Linked DNA regions of Sus scrofa: regions 2 and 3 are each linked to region 1. Evidence: chromatin contacts called from public HiChIP or PLAC-seq data. All regions are on one chromosome and are shown on one strand. Each heading gives the region's core, a stretch centred on a gene start, on an enhancer-like site or on the middle of the called end of the contact. The rest is flanking DNA. Distances are from core to core; before and after follow the strand shown.

What was found. HiChIP or PLAC-seq counts read pairs in DNA pulled down with a chosen protein or histone mark.
Region 2: a contact with region 1 is called in an H3K27ac HiChIP or PLAC-seq map of skeletal muscle. The contact joins two enhancer-like sites. A contact is called at or near these places in 1 of 47 Hi-C or Micro-C datasets (skeletal muscle) and 1 of 2 datasets of contacts at active chromatin or transcription factors (skeletal muscle).
Region 3: a contact with region 1 is called in an H3K27ac HiChIP or PLAC-seq map of skeletal muscle. The contact joins two enhancer-like sites. A contact is called at or near these places in 1 of 47 Hi-C or Micro-C datasets (skeletal muscle) and 1 of 2 datasets of contacts at active chromatin or transcription factors (skeletal muscle).

Annotation. Positions count from the first base shown.
Region 1 is chr1:189,786,185-189,790,573 of Sscrofa11.1, forward strand. All of the region lies in intron 6 of MNAT1 (menage a trois homolog 1, cyclin H assembly factor (Xenopus laevis)), which reads left to right. Among named protein-coding and RNA genes, the nearest start is that of MNAT1, 98 kb to the left of the region's middle. Within about 2 kb of position 3,072, at least 8 of the 83 cell types and tissues checked have an H3K27ac peak or open chromatin away from gene starts, as enhancers often do. A contact at or near this core is called in skeletal muscle, where this site is marked.
Region 2 is chr1:190,049,157-190,053,236 of Sscrofa11.1, forward strand. No RefSeq gene overlaps it. Among named protein-coding and RNA genes, the nearest start is that of TMEM30B, 120 kb to the right of the region's middle. Within about 2 kb of position 1,280, at least 19 of the 83 cell types and tissues checked have an H3K27ac peak or open chromatin away from gene starts, as enhancers often do. A contact at or near this core is called in skeletal muscle, where this site is marked.
Region 3 is chr1:190,131,200-190,135,361 of Sscrofa11.1, forward strand. No RefSeq gene overlaps it. Among named protein-coding and RNA genes, the nearest start is that of TMEM30B, 38 kb to the right of the region's middle. Within about 2 kb of position 1,957, at least 4 of the 83 cell types and tissues checked have an H3K27ac peak or open chromatin away from gene starts, as enhancers often do. A contact at or near this core is called in skeletal muscle, where this site is marked.

The sequences.
Region 1 (4,389 bases), core at 1,822-4,321:
TCACCCACATATATATACATTCTTTTTTCTCCGTCATGCTCCGTCGTAAGTGGCTAGATATAGTTCCCTGTGCTATACAGGAGGATCTTACTGCTTAATTCCAAATGTAGTAGTTTGCATCTATTAACCCCAAGAGCCCCACTCCCTCCCCCTCCCCCTTGGAGGTTCCCAGGCTAGGAGTCTAATTAGAGCTATAGCTGCTGGCCTATGCCACAGCAACAGCAGCACCAGAGCTGTGTCTGTGACCTATACCACAACTCACGGCAGTGCCAGAGCCTTAACCCACTGAACGAGGCCGGGGATTGAACCCTTGTACTAGTCAGATTTGTTAAATGCTGAACCATGATATGGGAACTCCTCTGTGCTATATTTAAGGTAATTAATGTTTTATAGATTGTTAGCCTAGGATTCTACCCTCATTCAAAATTTTGTTTCTGCAGGAAGATGTTTTGAGCTCATATGTGCAGACGTTTGAAAGGTTACCATTCATATGTTGATAGTTGCCTGTGGTAATTTTGTCTGGTGGTAGCAACTAAGGGTGGTCTGTGGAAATGGTGCAAAATATTCCTCTTTTTTTCCCTCATGATGAAGTTGATGATACAGTTGCATTTTGTGGACAGTTGACTTTGCCATGTCCTTTAGTTATATTTTATTTAATCTATTAAAATAATTTTATAGGTGAAACTGAGTCTTGTTTAGAAAAAAAGATGCTCAAGGTAGAACTGGGATTTGACTCTGGACTCCAAAGCCCTTGTTTTAAATATATTCTATGGGGGATGTGTAATATGGGGAGTGTAAAAGAATGGGGAGCTGTAAGCCAATAGAATATTTGCTTTCATTCTTGCTGGAAAGAAGAGAGAGACATAGATGGGAAAGCTGTTGTAGTGTGAAGAACTGAAATAAATGGAGACTGGGATTGTTCTTACAGCTGCTTTAAGTTATTTGGAGGTTAACCTGGGTTAACCTGCTTGACATTAAAACTATGGGTTCTTTGAATTAATTTTAATTATGTGTAAACATTCATATATTAAATAGTATCTTTAAAATAAGCATTACTACATTTAAAATGGTTCCAAAATGAATCCATAAATGGTAATATAAGTTAAAAAATACAAAGTTAAAGTAAGTAAGTTTAACATTAGCTATGGTATAAATAATGGTGAATGTAAGTGTACCTTTGAGTCATTAAAATGTCTTAAAAAAAGATAACAGCATGTAACCAGAACATTAGAAACCATAGCCATGGTCAAGAGTACTTTTGGATATTATGGAAATCTTGAATCACAGGCATTTTAAAATGAATTAAAGCGTTTAGGCATTTAAAAATACCACCAGTGTTGACATAGTGTTAGAACATGGTGTAAGATAAAATCTTGAGACATTTTTAACGTATTTAATTCATGTTTTATAGTTACTCTTATCAATTTTTATGCTGCCTCAAGTAGTATAAATATTATGAGCAAAACTGGTAAGTAATTTTCATGCATGTTAATTATATCTATTTAAAGATGTAATGCCTGCACAAACTTAAAATTTAATGTAATTAGTTTTTTCTGAAACATTGCGTATTTCAAGAAAAAATGTTTCCTTTTTAGTTATGAATTTAAAAAAATGCCCAAACTCATGAACTTATAATTGTATTCCCTAGACAGAGGGAAAGAATAATAGATTGTTTAAAACGTATTTTCTTAGGTCTGGAGAATATGAATTTATTGCTTAGATGTTGAACTTTAATGAAAGAAATTTCTAATTTAACTCTCCAGTTATTTTGTCTTTACAGAATATATTTGATGCCATCTCTAAACATGTCTCTTTCACTCACTGTGAACCTCTGATTCCTAAAAACATATCACTAGATTTTTTTTCACCATTAAAAAAAAAATCAGTTCATCAGTCAATCTTTAAAAAAATTAATTTTAACTTTTAAATTAAAATTTTTTTATCTTGCAAAACACACATACATAAGATTTGCCATCTTATCCATTTTTAAATGTGTAGTTCAGTAATACTAAATACATTTGTATTATATAACTATAATCAATCTCCATAACTGCTTTCATCTTGTAAAACTGAAATTCTGTGTCCATTAAGCAATACTCTCTGCTCCCTTCCCCATCATATGTCTACAGGCATTTTTCCCCCCAAATATACTCTTGATAGTAATGAAAAAATTAGAAGAATTTATAGCAAGGAAGTATTCATCTGAATCAACATATTTTAGTTTGCTTTATGTTGAACAGTTAGCTGATAAGCTAGTTTGAACCTGTTTCAGGATAGAATTCTTTTGAGGTTACAGTAATTTCTTTGTTTTCAACAGTCAGGTCTTAATGACAGATCAATTAGCAAATACTGAAGAATTAATGGAAATGGTATGGTATAAGAGATACTTCTTAGAGCTCAAGGAATTCTTCCTTCCCCCAGGGTATCAGATTTGTTGAAGTCAGGAAATAGCCTGGCAGCAGTCGTGTGTATCAGAGCTAACTTCAAAATTCTTCAGAAATGGGAAGTGTTTTTAAAATGCCATGGGAAAGCTAATTAAAACTGAACTTTGAAATTAAAAAGAAAACATAAAACAGTGTAAAAGTAAAGGCTAAAGTTTTCTCTGAAATGTTTTTAAAAGACCTGTAAGAGTGCTGTAGAAAGATTTTTTTAAACCTATTTTCTTAAATTATGGATCCTTGAAGACACGTGTTTATTACTTCACTGCATTGACCTTGCTAAAAACAGCAAGGCAGGAATGAATATTCAAAATGTTATTATTTTTGATCAAATATTAAGAGACTAACCTTAACAACTGAGTATGTATGTTTTGTGTGCTAGCTTTTTCCTAATGTAAAATGAATCTCAATATGCCATATGATTGGTGACAAGTAAGAAACTCTTTGTGCAGTTAAGAGAAGATCTGTTTATTTAAGAGCTCTCAAAGGTTGTAAAAGATTATACTTGGCTATATGTGAAGGATAAATGTTGTGCAATAATACCCCTTAGTTCCCCTTTTATAATAAATCTCAGCTGTGTGTTCAGCACAAGGGCTTAGTGCCAAAAAGAACAGGTTCAACTTGTCTGTGAAGATTTGCACCACAGTAAAGTGCACAACTGCCTTTGTAGAGGTCATTGCGGTAGTCACAGGCATGTACAGTTGAATGAAAGAAACTTTAAAAACATGTAGAACAGATAGTGTTACTTAAGATTCAAGGATTAATGTTAACTTAAAACATTAAAAGGATGGACAATCATAAAGAGAACTGTCACATGCATTTTTCACTTTATATACATATGTTTATATATCAAAGAGATTTAAAATAATTTCTTTGGCACCTAGTTCCAGGGTATTTAAAGAACTTCAGTATCACTTTTATAATAATTGCCCAGCCTTGGAAACACTGATTAATGTTTGTTAAATTCTGGACAGTGCTCTGAACAGAGAATATGATATGACGATGGTAGAACAAAGTATTCAGGTGTGTGTGTGTGTGTGTGTGTGTGTGTGTGTGTGTGTGTGTGTGTGTGTTGGGAGTTAGGGTAGAGGATGAAAAGTCAGATGTGATCTCTAGGAGAACGCCTCTGTGACATCTTTTTTCTGAATTTAGGATTGAAAGGTTCAAAATTAACAACAAAGAAAATGCTCTCATATTTATGTAATATGACCCTTCTCCCCAAATATCTCACAAACACTTTCATATCATTTGTGGTAAGTAGAAATAATTCAAAAATAGCAGGTGGAGAGACTATAAGGCCCATGACTCCAACCTATAGAAGTTTTGGGTTTAGTATAAAAAATGCCAGAAAATGATAAAACTATGTAATTAAGTAGGTGCACAGCTTACGTAGAGTTGTGTTTTTACCTAGAGTTGTATTTGATTACACATAGAGTGACTATTTCTTTTGCCTTTTTAAAAAAGTGGTGATCAAAATGGACGGCAGCCATTGGTTTCGGTATGGAGATTAATTAGTAATCTTTAGAATTCGCTTCAGCAAATGCAGCTGATTGGCAGTAGCACCTGTGTCAGCAACTGGTAGAGTGTTAGTGCTTTTATCAAGCCTATAATTTCCAGAAGGGCTTCAAAGCTGTGTTCATTAAAGTCTCCCATGCTAATTGCTTTCTTTGTGTTTTAAGGCACTGTTTTACTAAATGAACCTCTCTATGTCATGTAGGTATTTATTTATGAAGCTTATAAAATAGTTAGTTTTTGTTTGTTTTTCTTTTTTTGGCTGTCCTATGACATATGGAGTTCCTGGGCCAGGGATCAGATCTGAGCCAAAGTTTCGACCTGTGCTGCAGCTGTGGCAGTGCTGGATCTGTGCCTGTATCGAAAATTTGTGCTGGCACTGCAGAGATGCAGCTGATCACAGTGTGCCACAATGGGAACTCCAAAAGTTAGCTTTTTT
Region 2 (4,080 bases), core at 30-2,529, 260 kb after region 1:
TTTAGCCCTTAGAAAGCTGCGGCTTCTGGTGGTCTGAGTCTGAACACATTTTGACCCAGAATTACTCTGTGACACAGCTGGACCAAGAGGCTAGGGTCCTGGTTTCTAGTCTTTGGCTATTTTACTGAGGAGGCTTCTTGTTAGGAAGAGACTCCCTCAGCCAGTAGGGAAAAATTATCCCGAAACCACCAGTTTTCATTCCATCAGCAGGTTTCTTCTCTTTTTTCCTTTGTTAAAAGAATTGTTATTGGTTCTCTGAGCTTGCTCTTTGCCAAAAGCTTTCCAAAAAAATTCTTGTAAGATCAAGCTCTCCCAGGCTTCTTGATGGGGTTGGTGTGCAGTAGCCCCTCTAACTTCTGGCTTCCGGTCAGCATCACAGTTTGGTAAAAAGTTATGGGGATGGTGGGGGTGGGAGGGGGGAGGAATCACATGACTGGAGAGGCCCCTGAGAGCTGGTAAAGTGACCATCTTTTGAAGAAGTTACGTATGTTAAAGAACCTCGGCCTACAGCTGCTGCTGAAGGACTTAAAATCCAGGATGGTGGGTTCTCAGAGCCATTGTGAATCTGGAGATGTTTTCATAAAGGCTGCAAAAACAAACATTCCTGGTTGAAAGCAGGAAGCTACGTGCATTTAAAACCCACCCTCTGTTCCAATAACACCACGGTTCTGAGCTACCCCTGATGGATCAGCAAGGGAGGGAAAAACTCCTTCATTTCCCCACATCCTTGCTGGGCATGGAGGGGCAACTCTCACTCAGTTTTGCAGCCCTGCAAGGCTTTGAACTTGAAACAGCAGCGTCCCAGGGCTTTTACAAATGAGCCACAGCAGGCTGGTTGTGTGCTGTGGATTCATGGGCTGCCGGGGGAGGGTTAATATCTCTTGCAATTACAAATCAGAAAAAAGCCTGCATTCTTCTTCACTGCGCCTGCTTCATACATCCTTGGCAGCTGGGCTTCCCAATGCTTCATTTAGGCCCAGGCCCGTGAAGGGTCGGATCAGCAGACGCGGGCCATCAGGCGGCCATGTTAAGCCCTTGGCCTGGGTCCCCACTCGCTATGCTCGGGTGAGACAGACGGGCCTTTGTGTGCCTGGAGCCGACTAAGCCAGGATGTGACGGTGAGCTGGAATCTGACCTTTCGTGGGCTCCAGCACCTGTCAAAAAAAAAAAACGAACAAGCTTGGGGTGTTTTTTCCGCTCGGGACTTAAATGCCAGTTCTGTGACTCCCTCACAGTGGAACGGTGCCAAGGCAGTTGTGGTCAAGTCCGGCTCTCGGAGGAGCAAAGCTGACACTGAGTGATGGACGGCCCTGCGTTTCTGAGGCCTGGCCAGCTCTCAGCTCAGGAGGAATTCAAGCTGAACTGTGGACTCCAGTATCTGAGTGAGGATACTTGGAGCAGAGCAACACGGCCGTATTACTCTGGCAACCTTCAGAGTGTGTGCGTGTATGCGCACGCATGTGCACACCTGTATGTAATACATATTGGAACAAACACCCAGTCATGGTGACCCTGACAGTGGTGGCCATCAGAGGACAATTTTTCTTTTTTGCCTCTTAGGGCTGCACCCTCGGCATATGGAAATTCCCAGGCTTGGGGTCATCAAAGGTACAGCTGCAGCCACAGCCACAGCAACATGGGATCTGAGCCATGTTTGCAACCTACACCACAGCTCATGGCAACACCAGATCCTTAACACACTGAGTGAGGCCAGGGATTGAACCCGCATCCTCATGGATGCCAGTCAGATTGTTTCCACTGTGATGCAACAGGAACTCTGATCAAGGGACAGTTTTGACAGCCCCCTCTTGACCTGCCCCTGCAGTCTGAGTATGAAGGTACTGGTCAGCCTTGGGGTGGACTCGGCCACTTAGGATGTGCAGGACCAGTGAGGGCAAATAGTTTAATCTTCTTGAACCTTGACTTCCTCAGCTGTTAAGTAGGATAAAAATGCCTAATTCCAAGGGTTATGTTAGTGTGGATTAAATAACATATACCAGTCATGAGCCCCTTGCCTAAGCACCTTGGAGATCCTTGGTCACCATTCCCTCCCCTGCTGCAGGTCAGGCTGGGGCAGGAGGAGGAATAAGGGTGCTCGTTGCCATTGATCCTTGATTGCCTCAGGCACATCCTACCCCGATCCTGGAAGAGGGGCTGACCCAGCCTGTTGCTGCCTTCAGGTGTGGGAGGACAACTTTCCACCCAAGTGTCACCTCAGAGGGTCAAGTTCAGGGCTTCTTGGGTGGCCTGGTCTTCAGCTGCCAGAAGGACCTGGAGGCCTGGGTGTGGATCTATGGTTGGTGCCCTCACCTGCACTCTGAATAGGTTCAGAACCATTCAAGTGGAGCAAGGCTGATGCATGCCAACCTCCCAGTCCTGGAGCTTTTCCCTTTGCAGGGAAGATGGCCACTGTGCCTGCAGCCTTGACTCTGGAGATCCTGCATCTGCAGAGATGTCAAGCTGCTTCATTTCATAGACTAGCTAAGCTATATGAAGTAGCAGCATGGGTGGAAGGGAATGTCCACGGTTAGACAGGTGCCTGCCCCAAGGCCTGAGACATGCAGAAGACGGCAATGAAAAATCTCATCATCATTTTCAAGCCTCTGAATATTTAAAAAATATGTAAACACCTATCTTTACAAATCCGCTTTTGTATTATATTGCTCAAAATGGACATTATATTTTGGAAATGAAGTTTCAGTGCCTTTGTTTGACTTTATCACATCTCATGACGATAGCTGCAGTTTTTGGTTTTGCTTTTTTAATCAGATTTGGAGAGTAGCTCAGGTGGTATGACAGAAAAGGCAGGCTCTGCCCTGAGGAATCTCAAAGGAATAGGGCATCATTTTCTGGAGGGAATGAAACTGAAATTTGGCAACAGGTAGCTGTGACTGGCAGCTGGGGAGCACTGGCCCCAAAACTAAGACACTGGGCCAAGAAAGCAAATAGAAGCGTAGGAGCCCTCATTTGGAATGTGGTTGTTGATTTGCAACAAGCTATTTCTCACATGGGCAGCTCTGTGTAGTTGGTCTAGTGTGAGTAGGAGGAAGACTTAAATGAACCTTTCTCTTAAAGAGCATGGGGTTGGCTAGTTAGTAAACACGCATAGGCTTTCAAGACCATTACTTTTGTATAATTTAATTTTTAAAAGATACTATTACTTGTTCAGACTGTACATTTTGTAGCCATTTGTTCCTAATATTTGAAACACATAGTTTGCCTTGTGCCAAACATTTCCCTTTAAATATAATCACTTTTTTTTTTTTCCCTCGAAAAGATTCCCCTCAAGAAGCGTCTGTTGTCCCCATTTCACAGCTAATGACAGAGGCTTAGGGAGGTTGAGTACTGGCCCAATATCCCCAGTTAGAAAATGGCAAAGCCAGGACACATACTCAGGTTAGTTCATTTCAGGGGCCCAAATTCTTCACCAAAAATACCATGTTGCCTCTTCCTGTTGCTTCTTAAAGTGTCATTCCCTTACCACAAAGACATTGGGATGGTCAGAATTTGATTTTTTGGCTTAAAGGGTGACTTTAATCAATCAAATGGCATGCTGACGACATACTTCTCTATACCTTTCCAAAAGGTCCAGGTTTTAAAAATTCAAATAAAAAATTAAAAAAATGCTCTAAATTAGATTTTCACTGGTGAGCGTGTTAGATGATCCTGTGATTATTTTATGTTTGATAAATATTCGCCGCTACTGTTGGGTCCTTGGTCGAACAGTTAAAAGGTGTCTGGTTTTAGTCTTAATCTGAAATACATTAGGAAGGGTCAGCCAAACCCAGGCAGGCTCGGCTAAAGGTTTTTTGCATTGGTCACAGTTTTGACTTATAGATCATCAATTAGTTGCAGATGTCGACAGTAATATGGAGTGTAGGAAGGGTCAGAAGAACACTTCGTTCCCATTTGAGAGGAATTTAGAACTTAAAAAAATACTCTGTTAATTCTGAGCTGCCAACATATACACATTCATGCAATGTGTGTGTGTGACTCCCTGGAAAAACAATCAGGTTTTTGGACCATCATTCTACAGACTTTCTAATTCAATCCACAAATACGTGGGTTTTAAAAACATGA
Region 3 (4,162 bases), core at 707-3,206, 340 kb after region 1:
TGGAAGGATATACACAAAATTTTAAAAGTAACTAGTTCTGGGTAGTGGAATTACAGGTGAATTTGATTTTCTTATTTTTCTGTATTTTTCAAATTTTAAAATTCTGAACATGTATGGATTTTGTCCTCAGAAAATTCCATAAACAAACAAATAATAAAATAACAAAATAAACAGATGGGACCTAATTAAACCTAAAAGCTTTTTTTGCCACAACAAAGGAAGCCATAAAGAAAATGCAAAGACAAACTGGAGAATGGGAGAAAATATTTGTAAATGATGCAACTGACAAAGGCTTACTTTCCAAAATATACAAACAGCTTATACAGCTCAATAACTAAACCCCCAAACAATCCAATCAAAAAATGGGCAGAAGATGTAAACAGACATTTCTCCAAAGACGACATACAGATGGCCAAGAGGCACATGAAAAGATGCACGACATCACTAATTATTAGAGAAATACAGATCAAAACTACAATGATCAAAACTACAACCTCATGCCGGTCAGAAATGGCCATTATCAAGAAGTACACAAATAATAAATGCTAGAGTGGGTGTGGAAAAAAAGGAAACACTCTTATACTGTTGGTGGGAATGTGAACTGGTACAACCACTCTGGAGAACAAAATGGAGATTCCTTAAAAAAATAAAAATAAAGCTAACATATGATCCAGGAATCCCACTCCAAGGTATATATCTGGAGAAAACTATAGCTTGAAAAGATACATGTACCCCAGTGTTCATAGCAGTGCTATTTACAATAGCCAAGACATGTCCATTGACAGATTGAATGGATACAGAGGATGTGATACATATACACAACGGAATACTTCTCAGCCATAAAAAAGAACAAAATAATGCCATTTGTAACAACATGGATGGACCTAGAGATTATCATACTGAGTGAAATTAGACTGACAAAGGCAAATATCATATGATATCACTTATATGTGGAATCTGATAAAAATGATACGAATAGGAGTTTCCATCATGGCTCAGTGGTTAATGAATCTGACTAGGAACAATGAGGTTGCAGGTTTGATCCCTGGCCTTGCTCAGTGGGTTAAGGATCTGCCCTTGCCATGAGCTGTGGTGTAGGTCACAGATGTGGCTTGGATCCTGCGTTGTTGTGGCTCTGGCAAAGGCCGGCAGCTACAGCTCCAATTAGACCCCTAGCCTGGGGACCTCCATGTACCGCGGGTGCAGCCCTAGGGGGAAAAAAACCAATGATACAAATAAACTTATTTTCAAAATAGACTCACAGAAAACAAATTTATGGTTACCAAAGGGGAAAGGGGGGAAGGGTTATAAATTAGGAGTTTAGGAGTTTGGGATTAACATATTTGCACTATTACATATAAAGTAGATAAACAACAAGGACCTACTTACTATATAGCACAGGAAACTACATCTTGTAATATCCTATAAGGGAAAAGATCTGAAAAATATATATACATATGTATGTATAACTGAATCACGCTGCTGTACACCTGAAACCAACACAACATTGTAAACCTATGATACTTTAATGAAAAAGAAAAAGAATATTTCATACCATCAGGAGTAAAATCCACTGTTTAACCTTGGTATTAAAAAGGCTAAACCTGTTTTCTATGAAAAACATGGATTTGCAAGGCTGGGGGTGGGAGCTAACATGCACCACACAACAAGTCTCTTTAAGCTGGGGAGAGACTGTGGGAAGACCCACCTCTCAGGAAGGTCCAGCTGCTGGAACAAAGTCCCACTATAGCGAGAGACTAGAACTGTGAGCTCTGCCTGCCATTGTTTATCTGAGGTGCTTGAATGGGTGAGCAGCTTTCTCAAAATCTGTGTTGGGCTCTGATTACCTAAGCTGCTCACTGTTTGTGTCAATGGCTATTTTACCCTGTCCTGAATTGGAAGGAGCCCGTTGACAGAACAGCTTATATAACTGAAATCTGAGACCGAAAGAAGGATTTGGCCGGGACCGTCGATTGCATAGGAGGGTGGGTTGGAAAGGAAACGTCTAGAGCAAGAGGCTCTTATTTTTGAGGCAGTGAATTAGAACAAAGTGCACTCCACCTAACCACAGTCACACACACAGTGGGATCTAGCCCACTGACAGAAATGAGTTCTATTCCTTCTTCCGGGGAGGGAATAGCACACTTTGTCACCTAGGATGGGACCAGGTTCACACACGCATGCAAGGAAGTGGTGAAAATGCCACATTTAATAGTCACCCCATTGCCTGTGCCCCATTGACATTCCAACCCCTTTCTGTTTTTTAAAGCTTGAAGACATTTTCATTAAGGGTTTTTGGGGTGGGGTTTTATTTTTGCAAGAGTGGGTGTGTTTGTTGTCTTTTTTCCTCTTTGAAAACTATCTCATTTTTTTCCCCCTTTTTCCCTTCCTGAATTTTAATGGGCCTGAAAGTAGGAGTCTGCCAGAATCTGAACATTCAGAGAAAAAAAGATCTTCCTCTCTCGAAAGCCAGCCTAGTGTGCATTTTTCAGGTCTTTCTCCCACACCCACTCAGCTTGAACTGGGTAGGCCATGGTGGTGCTGGCCGAGGCTGCAAGCTGTAGTGCCTACACTTCCTGTTTTGTCTCTCACCTCATCTAGACACTAAGGTAGACTCAGTTTTCATCTCTGAGGCTCTGTTATTTCAGTCTCTGGTCTCAGTGTCACTTAATCAGGAAAATGCTAATTCCTCAGCAGGGAGAGGAAAGTCATAATTCTGTGCTTAGCTTTATATTAAATCCCCTAGAATCCACTGAACAAGTAGCCTGAGCTCTTACCTCTATTTTTCCATCTGTAAAAGGAGGAGCTGTGAAGTTTATTTAATCCTCATACGCAGTAATCCCTGAGAGCCATCTGGGAACAATTTAGGTTGTGTCTCATTATCTCAAAGGGTGTATCAGAAAGTATCAGATCATGAAACTGCACTCATCTTTTAAAAAAATTTTATTGGGGTGTAGTTGATTTTAAAGGTTGTGTTAGCTTCAGGTTTACAGTGGAGCGAATCAGCTATGTACATACATATATCCATTCCTTTTTTTCCCCCATATAAGTTATTACAGAACATTGAGCAGACCTTCCTGTGCTATACAGCAGATACTTGTTAGTATAGTAGTGTGTATGTGCCAACTCCATCCTCCCCATTTATCTTAATTCCCCCAACCCTAAATTTAATTTTGAAATCTTTGAGTTTGTTTCTGTTCTATGAATAAGTTCCTTTGTATTTTATTAGATTCCACATATAAGTGATGTCATATGATATTTTCTTTCTCTGATTTACTTCACTTAACATGATCACCTCTAGGTCCATCTATGTTGCTGCAAATGGCATTATTTCATTCTTTGTTATGACCAAGTAATATTCCATTGTATATATGTACCACATCTTCTTTATTCATTTCTCTGTTGACAGACATTTAGGTTGTTTCCATGTCCTGGCTATTGTAAACAGTGCTACAGTAAACATTGGGATGCATGCATATTTTCAAATTATGGTTTTCTCTGGATATATGCCCAGGAGTGGGATTGTTGGATGGTATGATAGTTCTATATTTGGTTTTTTAAAGAACCTCCATACTGTTGTCTATAGTAGTTGTACCAATTTACATTCCCACCAACAGTGTAGGAGGGTTCCCTTTTCTCCACACCCTCTCCAGAGTTTCTTATTTTTAGACTTTTTGATGATGGCTATTCTGACTGGTATGAGGTGATACTCCATTGTAGTTTTGATTTGCATTTCTCTAATAATTTGTGATGTTGAGCATGCTTTCTTGTGCTTTTTTTGGCCATCTGTCTGTCTTTGGAGAAATGTCTATTTAGATTTTCTGCCCATTTTTTGATTGTGTTGTTTGTTTTATTGATATAAAGCTGCATAAGATGTTTGTATATTTTGGAGATTAACCCTTGCTGGTTGCTTTGTTTGCAAGATTTTCTCCCATTCTGTGGGTTGGTTTTTATTTTTATGGTTTCCTTTGCTGTGCAAAAAGAGCTTTTAAGGTTAATTAGGTCCCATTTATTTCTTTTTGTTATTTTCATTACTCTAGGAGGGGGATCAAAAAAAAAAAGATATTTCTGAGAACAATGTCAGAGAGTGTTCTGCCTATGTTTTCCTCTAACGGTTTTATAGTATTTCATCTTACATTTAGGTCTTTAATTCATTTTGAAT